2 separate regions of the Zea mays genome follow, and region 2 is linked to region 1. The links are chromatin contacts, called in public Hi-C maps. All regions are on one chromosome and are shown on one strand. Each heading gives the region's core, a stretch centred on a gene start, on an enhancer-like site or on the middle of the called end of the contact. The rest is flanking DNA. Distances are from core to core; before and after follow the strand shown. Region 1 has its middle 150 kb from the start of NNR1. Region 2 holds the start of NNR1 (nitrate reductase [NADH]-like).

Evidence for each region. Hi-C and Micro-C count contacts between places; a contact is called where the count stands out from the background.
Region 2: a contact with region 1 is called in a Hi-C map of leaf, with 4 times the contacts expected there. The contact joins the promoter of NNR1 here to the enhancer-like site in region 1. A contact is called at or near these places in 2 of 25 Hi-C or Micro-C datasets (ear and leaf).

Annotation. Positions count from the first base shown.
Region 1 is chr4:58,753,207-58,759,178 of Zm-B73-REFERENCE-NAM-5.0, reverse strand. No RefSeq gene overlaps it. Among protein-coding and RNA genes, the nearest start is that of NNR1, 150 kb to the left of the region's middle. Within about 2 kb of position 2,603, at least 8 of the 20 cell types and tissues checked have an H3K27ac peak or open chromatin away from gene starts, as enhancers often do. A contact at or near this core is called in leaf, where this site is marked.
Region 2 is chr4:58,902,319-58,908,290 of Zm-B73-REFERENCE-NAM-5.0, reverse strand. NNR1 (nitrate reductase [NADH]-like) reads right to left here and starts at 2,541. Exons shown (of 4, transcript NM_001305856.1): 1 at 1,366-2,541; 2 at 1,142-1,282. The coding sequence starts at 2,392.

The DNA.
Region 1 (5,972 bases), core at 1,354-3,853:
TGGGTCGGGGTCCATTTTCCCTACAGTATATATGTGTTAATTGATTGTAGATTATTTGTGTAGAAATAATTGAAGTTAAAAATTGTTTAGGGTGTTATTTTTGATGACTAGGAAGTGATTATACAAGTTAGTGAGGTTGTGTTTAGTTTATTTAGGGTTAAATAACATAACTTTGTAATTTCTAAGGGTAATTATTAAGCCCTCAGAAATAAGATCATTTGATACTATTTATCACCTGAAATAATTTTATTTAGTATAAAATATTGTATTAGTGGTTTATTTAACATGAAAAAGTAAATTTTATTATGTAATATAGATCGATGATTGTAGCATAAACGCTTGTATTGTAGTATTAGGAAACAAAAACTATGTGTCACCCGTTTTCGACTGGCATACCCTATGTGACACATGTGAGGTATGTTGGTTCAGAATTGTTCTTTTATTGGATAACATCAGAGTGACCAATAGACTTGTATTTATGAAAAGCCATAAGTTCGAGCGGAATTTCGGCAGCATAACATTGTTGTTCTCTATTGCACCATTTTTAGACATGCAAATGGAGAATAATTGTGTTATGCTGCCAAATTTTTTCTTGTGCTCATGCCTTATTATAAATATGTGCTCTATCTGTCACTCTTGGGTGGCTTTAGGATCTATCCTCTCCTATAGATGTAGGGACGTGATTTCTTCACAATAACATATGATTTGTGCATGACATAACTAAGTTAACGTTTCACATCTAGTATAGCTTAGGATCGCCGATGGATGTATGAAGGTTGGAAGAAGAGAGTGGCTCTATATAGTGAGTGGGTTGCCAAGACCAATGATTTTCTCAACCATGCTTTTGGTAGGTCGGAGACCGGAACCAATGTTAGGTGTCCTTGTAGCAAGTGCTGGAACATTCATTTCCATGAGAGGACTATGAGAGTGGATCTTTGTAAGAACGACTATATGCCTGGCTATGAGGTGTGGCTACACCACGATGAGGACCTATCTCATCAAATGTATCAGAACATTAGTCAGACGAAGAACTACAATATGGTGGAAGAGGGGGACTACCACATGAGATTCTACACGACGATTGTGAGAATCCTCCTCGACCTCCTGATTCTGAGGATCCACTTACACCTGTGGTTCTAAACTTCTTCGAGCTCCTTAAGGCTTCCAAAGAGTCGTGGCACGAGGACATGAAAGTGAACATCCTTGTTTTCGTGACTCGATTTATGGCTGTGAAATCCAAGTTTGCATTCTCGAACAACTATTACAAGGAGCTTGTGAACTTGATCGGTGTTGTACTTTCGGAGAATCACAAGATGCACAAAGACATGTACCAGTCCAAGAAGTTGCTCTTAGGTCTCGGTATGGACTACGGAAAAATGTTGTCGGTGACAATAGATGTATGTTTTTCTGAAAGAGACCTTAAATGAGAAGAAATGTGCAATATGGGGTGAGACAAGATTCGTAGAAGTTGTAAAACAATGATGGTGTTACCGTGAAGATCAAGGTATTCGTTCATATGTACATATGTGTGCGCGTTACAAATGAAGAACTTTGTGTTTAATTTCCAAATATGTGTTACAAGGTTTCCAAACACCTCCCCCTTCGATTGCAGCACCTGGAGATGGATCTGGCCAAGACGACGTCGCGACTTCGTGGGTGAACAACCTCTTCACCAGCCATAGTCCAGCCGGACTAAGTGGCCACAACTCAAACCAACTAGGTGACAGCTCGTAGGCTTAGTTAGTTCGGATTCCATTACACTTTAGAACTTAAGTAGTTTTATAGCAACATTTGAATGACTTCAAACTATGTGAGTGTGGATCAACCTTAAACTATGTCAATGTGATCTATATGTGATGTTGATCTATATGTGAATGTGGTTTGTGGTTGTGCATGTCGTTTTTTGTGAATAGAAATGTGAATGTCATTTTTGTGGTTTGTGGTTGTCAATGTGTTGCAAATTGAAATGTGAATGTGTGAATTGTCGGATGTGAGAATGTAGATGTATGTATTGATATTCTAGATGAATCTAATGTGTATGAAATCTGTTATTTTGTAAATTGTGGAAATAAAAAAAATAGGAAGAATTTGGACATCCCTAAATTCATTATGTCTGTGGCCGTCGGACATAAGAGTATAAGTTCTGACGGCTGCTAGCGGGCGTCTGAGATACGACCAACTTAAGTCCTACGGTCTGCATACAACCATCAAATATAAGTCAGTTATATCTGACGGATTGCATGCAGATCATTGGATATAACTCTATGGAACCCACTGAATGCCGTCAAGATCGTTACCCAGTTTAACTGCCAATAGCCCATACCGGCTGTCGGACATCGCGTATGCCTGACGACTGCCGTTAGATATATTCTTATTTTCGACCTTTTAAAACTGATTGACCCTTGCCGTCGGACAGGCTCTAAGTCATTGGAAATAAGGAATATTCCACGCGGTACATGGCTAGTTTGACAATCCATCTATCAGCAAATCCTTGACGAGGGAATGGTTCAGCCACGTCGGCGTCGCCGGGAAGCTATCCTACCACCGCGAGTGTCTCTCTCCGCCATGCAACCCGGCTGATCAGGATTCTGTCGCTGGCAATCATGCCGTGCGCGCGGAGCTCTACCGTACCCTCTTCGTCCCTAATCACCAACCAACCACACAAGCGGCGGGGGAGCGTTCGCCCGAGTGTGTGACGCACGTTCCCCTGAGATTACCGGCCACGTGATCCCGGCCGCCAGCCCGACATATACCATGCTGTCGCCGGCGCGCCTCCTCAGATGCCGGAAGGGCCGCGCGCGCGCGGTTGGTCTGGCCGCCCATGCAAGGGAGCAGCTAGTAACTCGCTTGTTGCTCCTTGCTAGGACGACGCCGGCACGTGAAGAGGCAGCCACGCCGTCGCCTGATGGCAAGCCAGTACACTACTTGCCTGCTAGCTTGTCGTCCATGCAGAACGCCACGTCCCATATTGCTCCATGGATCGGTGAACAGACTGATACTCGATCGATGCTGCTTGAAAGCGCCAAGAGCCAAGAGGCACCCACCACCCATATTTGTGTGTGGGCTATGCTGTTGCGGGTTTGTTGGATCTGTCGCCGCAACAGAAATCTCCCGCGAAGATATATGCAAGATTAGTTGATGATAATATTCCATTTCCAGCTGCCAGCAGATACGATTAAACTGTACACTTTATAACATGCCAACATTAAATTTTAGCTTCCTGATCCACCATCTGTGACTGAGTGTAATCACTAGTACACAGAGGCTCTATAGTGGCGGTTTTAGATCTGTTTGCACTGCTAGGGGCCGGTGGAAATCGCCATTTCCACTGGCGGTTATTCTAGAACCGCCAGTGAAAATAGCATTTCCACTGGCGGTTTTCTTAAGCAAACCGCTAGTGGAAATAGCATTTCCACTGGCGGTTTTATTAAAAAACCGCCAGTGGAAATATCTCTAACACACTGTGAAAGCCTAGTTTCAAAATGTAGTTAAAATTGAGCAAAAATGAACAATAATTGGCAATTGAAACATAATTAAACCAACCTTTCATAACAATTAATAAAAACAATCTTAATTACCAAACCTATCATCCTCTCTCTCCATACAACACATTCACCATTCATTAAGCAAAGAAATATGTGTCATGGATAAACTGATTTGAGAACTAAACATGAAAAAGGAGAGGGAATAGACAAAATCTAACCATCTTAAGCAACCTCATTTGAGGAAATAGAGAAAATAACATAGCTATATTCTTCTCTCTCACATGTAAAACCCTAGATCCAAAATGTGGCTAAAATTGAGCAAGAATGAACAAAAATTGACAAAGAAACATAAGCCAACCTTTCTTATTCACCTTCTTCCAAAAAATGAAGACCAAAACCTCCCCCTTGTATTTTGTGAAATCTGGACCTCCAAAATCGCCTCCAATGGAAGTTGGCTGCGAGCTACAGCTCCCATTGGGGACAAAGAGTAGTATTTATAACACATAATTCACTGGCGGTTATCTTAATACAACCGCCAGTGGAAATAGGATGGTCGTTGGTGTAACAGAACCGCCAGTGGAAATTAGATTTTCACTGGCGGTTCTGTTTCCACTGGCGGTTGTGTTAAGAGAACCGCCAGTGAAAATAGCATTTCCACTGGCGGTTTTATTAAGAAAACCGCAAGTGGAAATATCTCTAACACATTGTGAAAGCCTAGTTTCAAAATGTAGTTAAAATTGAGCAAAAATGAACAATAATTGGCAATTGAAACATAATTAAACCAACCTTTCATAACAATTAATAAAAACAATCTTAATTACCAAACCTATCATCCTCCCTCTCCATACAACACATTCACCATTCATTAAGCAACTAAATATGTGTCATGGATAAACTGATTTGAGAACTAAACATGAAAAAGGAGAGGGAATAGACAAAATCTAACCATCTTAAGCAACCTCATTTGAGGAAATAGAGAAAATAACCTAGCTATACTCTTCTCTCTCACATGTAAAACCCTAGATCCAAAATGTGGCTAAAATTGAGCAAGAATGAACAAAAATTGACAAAGAAACATAAACCAACCTTTCTTATTCACCTTCTTCCAAAAAATGAAGACCAAAACCTCCCCCCTTGTATTTTGTGAAATTTGGACCTCCAAAATCGCCTCCAATGGAAGTTGGCTGCGAGCTACAGCTCCCGTTGGGGATGAAGAGTGGTATTTATAACACATAGTTCACTAGCGATTATCTTAACACAACCGCCAGTGGAAATAGGATGGCCGTTGGTGTAACAGAACCGCCAGTGGAAATTAGATTTTCACTGGCGGTTCTGTTACACCAACCGCCAGTGGAAATAGGTTTCCACTGGCGGTTCCCAAGCCAGGCCCACCTAGTTTTTTACTGGCGCGCGGTAACTGAAACCGCCAGTGATAATTTATGGGTGCCGCAGGCTTTGAGCTCTTTTCTACTAGTGAATCACACGGGAACAATACCCTATTCTCACTACCGGAATCCGAGGCTTTGTCGAGTGTCGGCCTCTTTGCCGAGTGCCTTTTGTCGGGCACTCGGCAAAGAAGTCTTTGCCGAGAGCCGCACTCAGCAAAGTTTGGCTCTCGGTAACGAGCCTCTTTACCGAGTGTAAGACACTCGGCACAGGACGACACTCGGCAAAGATAGGTTTGCCGAGTGTGAAACACTCGGCAAACGTGGCGCTCGGCAAAGGGCCGTCAACGGCCGTCCTAAAGCTGACGGCCGTCAGTCTTTGCCGAGAGCCGAGGTTTGGCACTCGGCAAAGAGGCATCTTTGCCGAGTGCCAAATATTGGGCACTCGGCAAAGGACTCTGTGCCGAGTGTCTTCTTTAGACACTCGGCAAAGCATATTTTTATTTTTTAGATTTTGTCTTCCAAACTTTTTGTGGTATGTTCCTACACGATGTAGACCTACATGTATCATTTGTGGACAATTATAATAGAGTTTTCAATCGTTAGTAGATTTAGTTCGTTTATTTGAATTTATTCGAAAAATTCAGATTTGAACTGCAGGTCACTCGAAACTTGAAAAACCGTGCATGCAAAAATGATATCCATGTTACTTAACATAAGTTACGACCGATTACAGGAGCGGACTGGAAACTTCGAGCAACATTCTCACTAAACATGGCCGTGAACTTGCCATCCACATGTTTAAAAATTGTATAAAACACAAACAAAATCAGAAAATCATGAAACTTGTCCACGTGTCATGATATCATATGTAGAGGCTGTGATAAAAATTTGAAAATGTTTCGAGAAAAATGTGACGCACTATGTGTAGAAACCTAATAGATCCATATTGAAACTCTATGATTTCATGTGTAGTTCTCTTAGGTTTCTACACATAGTGTCTCACAACTTTCTCCAAACATTCTTAATTTTTTATCACAACCTCTACATATGATATCATGACATGTGGACAAGTTTCATGATTTTCTGACTTTGTTTGTGT
Region 2 (5,972 bases), core at 1,292-3,791, 150 kb before region 1:
GCGACCTCTCTACAGCGCACAGATTAATACCGACAAAACAGCACTAGCTAGCTAGCGACGTCGACGACCTCAGCTCTCGCAAATGCAACAAATTGTTTTTGTGGTGCTCAGAGGAGCAGCCTTCGGATGCAACGAAGCGCCACCAGCCCCACCACCTCTGGTTTCATGCATATGCCTTCTGAAGCAGAAAAGTGCAAAGCACACATGCATGCATGGGTCATAGCAAACTACTATCAACTTGCAGCAGTGTGCATGGTTTTCCGGATCCCTTTAATCTATATAGCTACTACTACTATAATCATATCTGTGGGAATCTATACATGCACTCATTATTGGTCTCTGTTCCGTTCAAGTATAGTACTGTAATTAATCATGAAAGGGTCCCTACTATACTTTTGTTTGCACACATGAGTGACACATCGACTGCATGCTGCTTAGTACCATCATCAGCGCCCCATGCATGCATGCATCTGGACTTCCTCAGCAGTCAAATTGAAGCGCACGCGTTTCTTGCTACGTCATGTATCCCGTTTAAGTTTGGTATTGTCAACCTTCATGGAAGAATCGATCTCTGTGGTCTGTGAGATATGTGTATGGCATTGACAGTTCAATACATTTAAGATCCTTGTGTGGTGCTGATCGTCATCATTGGGGGTTTTTTTTTGCAGTGAACTGCTTAACTGATTTGTGGGAACGATACAAGTGTTTGTATAGAAAGTTATCAAATGTTTGAAAGCTGTTTATTGTATTAGGTGAAAATTTAAAACTGACCACGGATTAAAAAGGCCCCCCTCTCTTCAGACGCGTCTCTTCAGAACACCACCGGTCATGGTCATGGATGTCTCCTAGCTAGTCAGTCTCTCTCTCTTTTACTGAATTATAAGAATACGACAATATATGACAGCCTAGCTATCTAGTTCAAGATGCGTGCATGGATCTAACTTGATTATACTATGTTTAGGTCAAACAGGGCTACGAGACACATAACGATGCATGGATGAGAGATACTCCTATTTATTGGGTTATTATATACTTACTATATATGCCAAGTTTCATATATATTCAGTTTGTAGTACCTGCAGCTAACTACTTACTAAGTCAAAAGTAGGAAAAGTCAGTGATGCATGTCTGTTTTTTTTACCGGAGTAGGCGTATCCTTTCATGGTGTAGCCGCGCTGTGTGGTAATGCTGTTGATGGGCAGGATCTCGTCGTGCCCCGGCGTCGTTATCACCGAGTTTATGTTCAGCTCGTTGATGATGTACTCCGGCTTGTACCACCACGCTGCTCAATCATTTGCAATAGCAAAGTCAGACATCATTTTTTTTGCTTGAGTAGTAATAAATTAAACATGAACTGCTAATTACCTTCTGCGTTGGCGAGCTCGGCGTCGACGTGCGACGGCAGGACGCGGTTGTCCTTGAAATGGTAGTAATTGTCGGACTCGGCGGGGGTGACGATGATGCGCTTGAGCCACTTGACCATGCGGCCACCGATGCAGCCGGGGATGATGACGCGCACGGGGAAGCCGTGGTCCGGCAGCAGCGGCTCGCCGTTCTGCATGTAGGCGAGCATGATGTCCCGCGACGGGTCCAGGGCCCACTCGCGCGTGACGCTGGTGCCGTACTTGGATCCCCCGCCGCCGGGGAGGTCCTCGGCGCCCTCGAAGCACACGTTGAGGGCGCCGCCCTTGCGGGGCACGATGCCGCAGCGGCGGAGCACGTCGCGGAGGCGCGCGCCGCGCCACACGGACGTGGACACGCCGGCGGCGCCCCAGTTGAAGCCCACCGTCTGCTGCACCATGTTCTGCTCCTTGCGCCGGTTGCCCGCGCACGCCAGCGTCACGGGGATCTCCACGGCGGGGAAGTCGCGCGCCAGCTCCTCCATGGTGAGCCGCGCGGGCCGCCTCACGAGGCCCGTCACCTCCACGGTCCACGTCGCCCAGTCCCCCCGCGGCACGGCGCCGTGGTTGCGCACGTAGTGCAGCGGCGCCGGGGTGATGAAGCCGTGGTGCATCAGCCGCGCCAGCGGCGGCTCGCAGTTGAGCGGGTGCTTCCCCGTCAGCCTCACCAGGCACGGGTTCCGCTCGATCCACGCGTCCGCGGTGCCTTCGTCGCGCGCGTCCTGCACCGCGGGCTCCACCTCCAGCTGCAGGTGCGAGCCGTACAGCTCTCGCCAGTCCTCCTGCTCCTCGTCCTCGTCGTCCGACGCGTCGTCCAGCCTGCGCGGCGGGGAGACGAGGGGAGGGAAGCTGCAGCCGCGGACAGGGGAGTCAGCGCGCCGCGGGAGGTGGCTTGCCGGAGGAGGGTACGCCTTGGCGCCGTTCGTGGCCACGCGCACTGGCGAGGAGCCCGGCTCCAGACGCCCGAACTGCCGGGGCTCCACAGCGGCCATTTCAGGGAGATGGGTTGCCGGCGTACGTTCTGGTTTCTGGTGATGAGCCAGTAGTTGCAGCTGGCCTGGGAAGGCTGGAATGGAAGAGAGGGCTCGGTATTATTGTCTGTGGAAGGCAGTACGACAGGCGTATGTATATATACACACACGGGCGCGGGTGCTCCAGCGTGACATGGCGCCTCAAAGTCAGTGTGCGCCATAGGTTTTTCTACACCCAGCAGACCAGCACCCTAACGCTTGGTACTTTGTGTTGAATTGCTCAACGCCACGAAAATAATGTTGATTTTGTGATTATTGGCTGGTGGCTGCCCTTGCAATACTATTTACTCTAAAATGTCTGTACCAATTTATAATCCGTTTCACCTTTTTTGACAAGTTTGACCGGCTGGTCTTATTCAAAAATTTTATGAAAAATTGAAGAATTTAAAGACATACTTGGAGTATATTAACAATAATTATGAATTTTTTTGAATAAGACAAACCGATCAAACTTGGGATAAAAAGTTAAACGAATTATAAATCGGAACGGAGTGAGTATTATTTTAGGCCTAGTTCATATATATTTCGTGCCTAGTTCATATATATTTCGTGTTAATAGTTAGCTTGCTAGCTATTAGCTGGTTTGGTCTAACTCATAGGTTGTTACCGATAGTAAAATTGATATTTTATTATTAATTTAATCCATAAAAATAGTAGTAAATTTATGACAACATATATGTGCATATGTAAAGTATAATTTGATCATTACAGTGGCAATCATGACGAACATACGAAAGGTTAGAGGGCACGAATATCTTACTAAATTTTTGTACAGTAAAATTAGAGATATACGCATCATAGGGCCTTGTGCTTTAGACACCGATGTCTCCATATGCACTAGTTGACCTAGTGTATTACTCGAAGTCACGGACCATAATCAATGCAAATTTGCAGTATAGTCCCTCAAAGATCCACCAGAAGGAAGATGATGTAGTCGACAGGAACAAAATTGGGTAGTTATACAAGATGTCCACAAAAACCTGATCCCCCGACACACTAGAGCAAGTGATGGAGATGCAAGCATTGTTTTAGAGACCTGCTCTTCTAATCCTCAGTGCATGCAGAGGACCAAAATGAAAGTAATTAGAAAGGTACTCAATAGAGGAGAGATAGATAGAGAGAGAGTGCCTTATGTGCCTCGTACCCAAGAATTGTTCGACACTCCACACTTAACATACGGTGATCATGGCCAAAGAGGTGGAAATCGTAGCAGAGACTTTGAGCGATGGAATAATGGATAAAGATTGTGGCAGATATTTCCTCTGTATGTTATTGGGAAGTGGCATGCCCTGATCCTATGCACATCACATAGCGTCTCGCCATGCCACGGCTTGGCCACGGTACACGCGTGTGACATGCCTTAATCCCTCTTAACTTCACAATAGGTGCATACATAGTCCATACATTTAAGTTGAGTCAATAATTAGTCAAAATCCCATATAGGACTAAAACAATATTGCACCACAACATTAAAAATATGAGCCAAACCTATATTAAATCTCATAATCTCACCAAATTTCTGAGCACATATGAAATGTTCTCGATTCACTATTGTTTGATATACCAGTGTTCCGATGGAGATAGTTAAGTTGAACGTCAACTTAGTTAGAGATTACACTTCATCACAACTAAATAACAAACTATGCCTTGAATTGACACTTTTGTGCAAAATAAAATTCAAATAAGTTCTTTATTGATACTAGGTTGGATAAAGCATCCCTTCTAGTTGAAGCATAGAAGTGAAACTCCTGAACCTTTCATGTACCTATAGACCACCTAAATCATATAATCTATGACTAGCAGTCCAACTCATATAGGTATATTTATCAAGAGTTGTCATGTAGGACATCTTTACTTCAACAAGCCACTTGGAAAACGTTAAGGTGAAAATCAGTCTGCCTTATGAAAAGGAAAGGCATACATCTTACACAATATGGACCTTGTTTAGGGACTTTCCTCATAATCTAACACTAGATTTTTTTAGCATCATACTTCACAAGATCTACTATTACATAGAATAGGTTGTCAATATGATAAACTTCATCTGGGTATTAGGCACATCTCACTAGATGCTCTATCTATCACATTATAGGTCACTCCCTTAATGAATTTGTTGACGAATAGCTACCACAAGGGTTCTATCATGGCCCATTAGGCTAGCACCTCGTGTCATTCTCTTGGACGACGTGGTGCATACTTAGGTCAATGCATGTGTCCACAAAGTTGCTATCACATACTCCTATCACATGAGAAATAATTGCATGATCATTTATATAGTTATAGACACAAACCAACCATTAAGATCCATGTAACCATTTATCATATAGTCATAAATACTTTAACAAGTTGCATTGGGTTGTAAGAAGTGTAAATAATAATTAAGGTTGCAAGTAAACATGTTTATACTAATAACCCTTTGCACTAGTTTTCTCTTAGTATCTAGTATTGATCATTAGAGTAACTATAGCTCATAGGGAAAGCCCATCCCATTGTTTAGTAATCTTGAGCTTCACCAAAGCTTGGCTTGGACGTTCACCAAGTATGAAGTACGTGTAATAGCTTAATGGTAGTTTTGTGAGTATAATTATTCTTAAATAACGTATTCCAACATAAAATTTGGTGGATGCCAATAGGATTGGTAGGTATTTATACTTTGCATAAAAGCATGATGTTTGTTAAGAATATGAAATGAGCATGAGACTAGTACTTAAATTTTGATTAGAAATAAGAATGTATGACACTGAGTGATCCATGTAACATCTCATAAACAAGTTCATTTCTACACTGAGTCTAGAAGAAAGAACAACCAGATCAATTCTATTCAAAAAATTTAGTCTTTTGAAATGATCTCTATGACAATATTTCTAACATGGATAAAGGGGCTAACGAGTAGGTTGTTAGTCCATCGGCTTGAATGTCAACCCATGCTACATGCTACACCGACACTACTCACCATGATGGTTGATCCATTGTCTACAACGATGACAATGACAACAATCATGATGGTGATGAGAGTGGTGATGACGGTATTCCATGGGAAAAGAGTAATGAGGACGAGGATTGGGTGGCTGTGTCTCTCTTTCTTCTTTTTCTCTCTTTTTAGTGCTTGTTGCCAAAGGGGGAGAATGAGATGGGAGGAGGTACAACTCGCACTTTATGTTCATGTATACTACTAGGAACTTCTTGTACTATCTTAAGATATGATAGCCTTGAGTTAAGAGAATAGTTGTTTTCGTGTCTTACACTTTATTTTTTTAATATTATGTTCTTTTATACTCTCTATGTATGATAGGTGTGGACATGTACTTTATATGGTTTTCTAGCCTATCATTATGACTTTTTAGATATATCTTATGTTAGCCTTGTGGTGGTCCATGCCTTTCTATTAGTGTGTGGACTGTCATTGGAGCAGCGGTACCGCTCCTAGAGTGGTAGTGTTGCATTGTGCAATTTTTAGCACTTCCTTCTCTTTGATTTGCATACTTGTCATATGCATCATGTAATCTATTTTGACACTATGTGTAGCACCCCACAACAACAA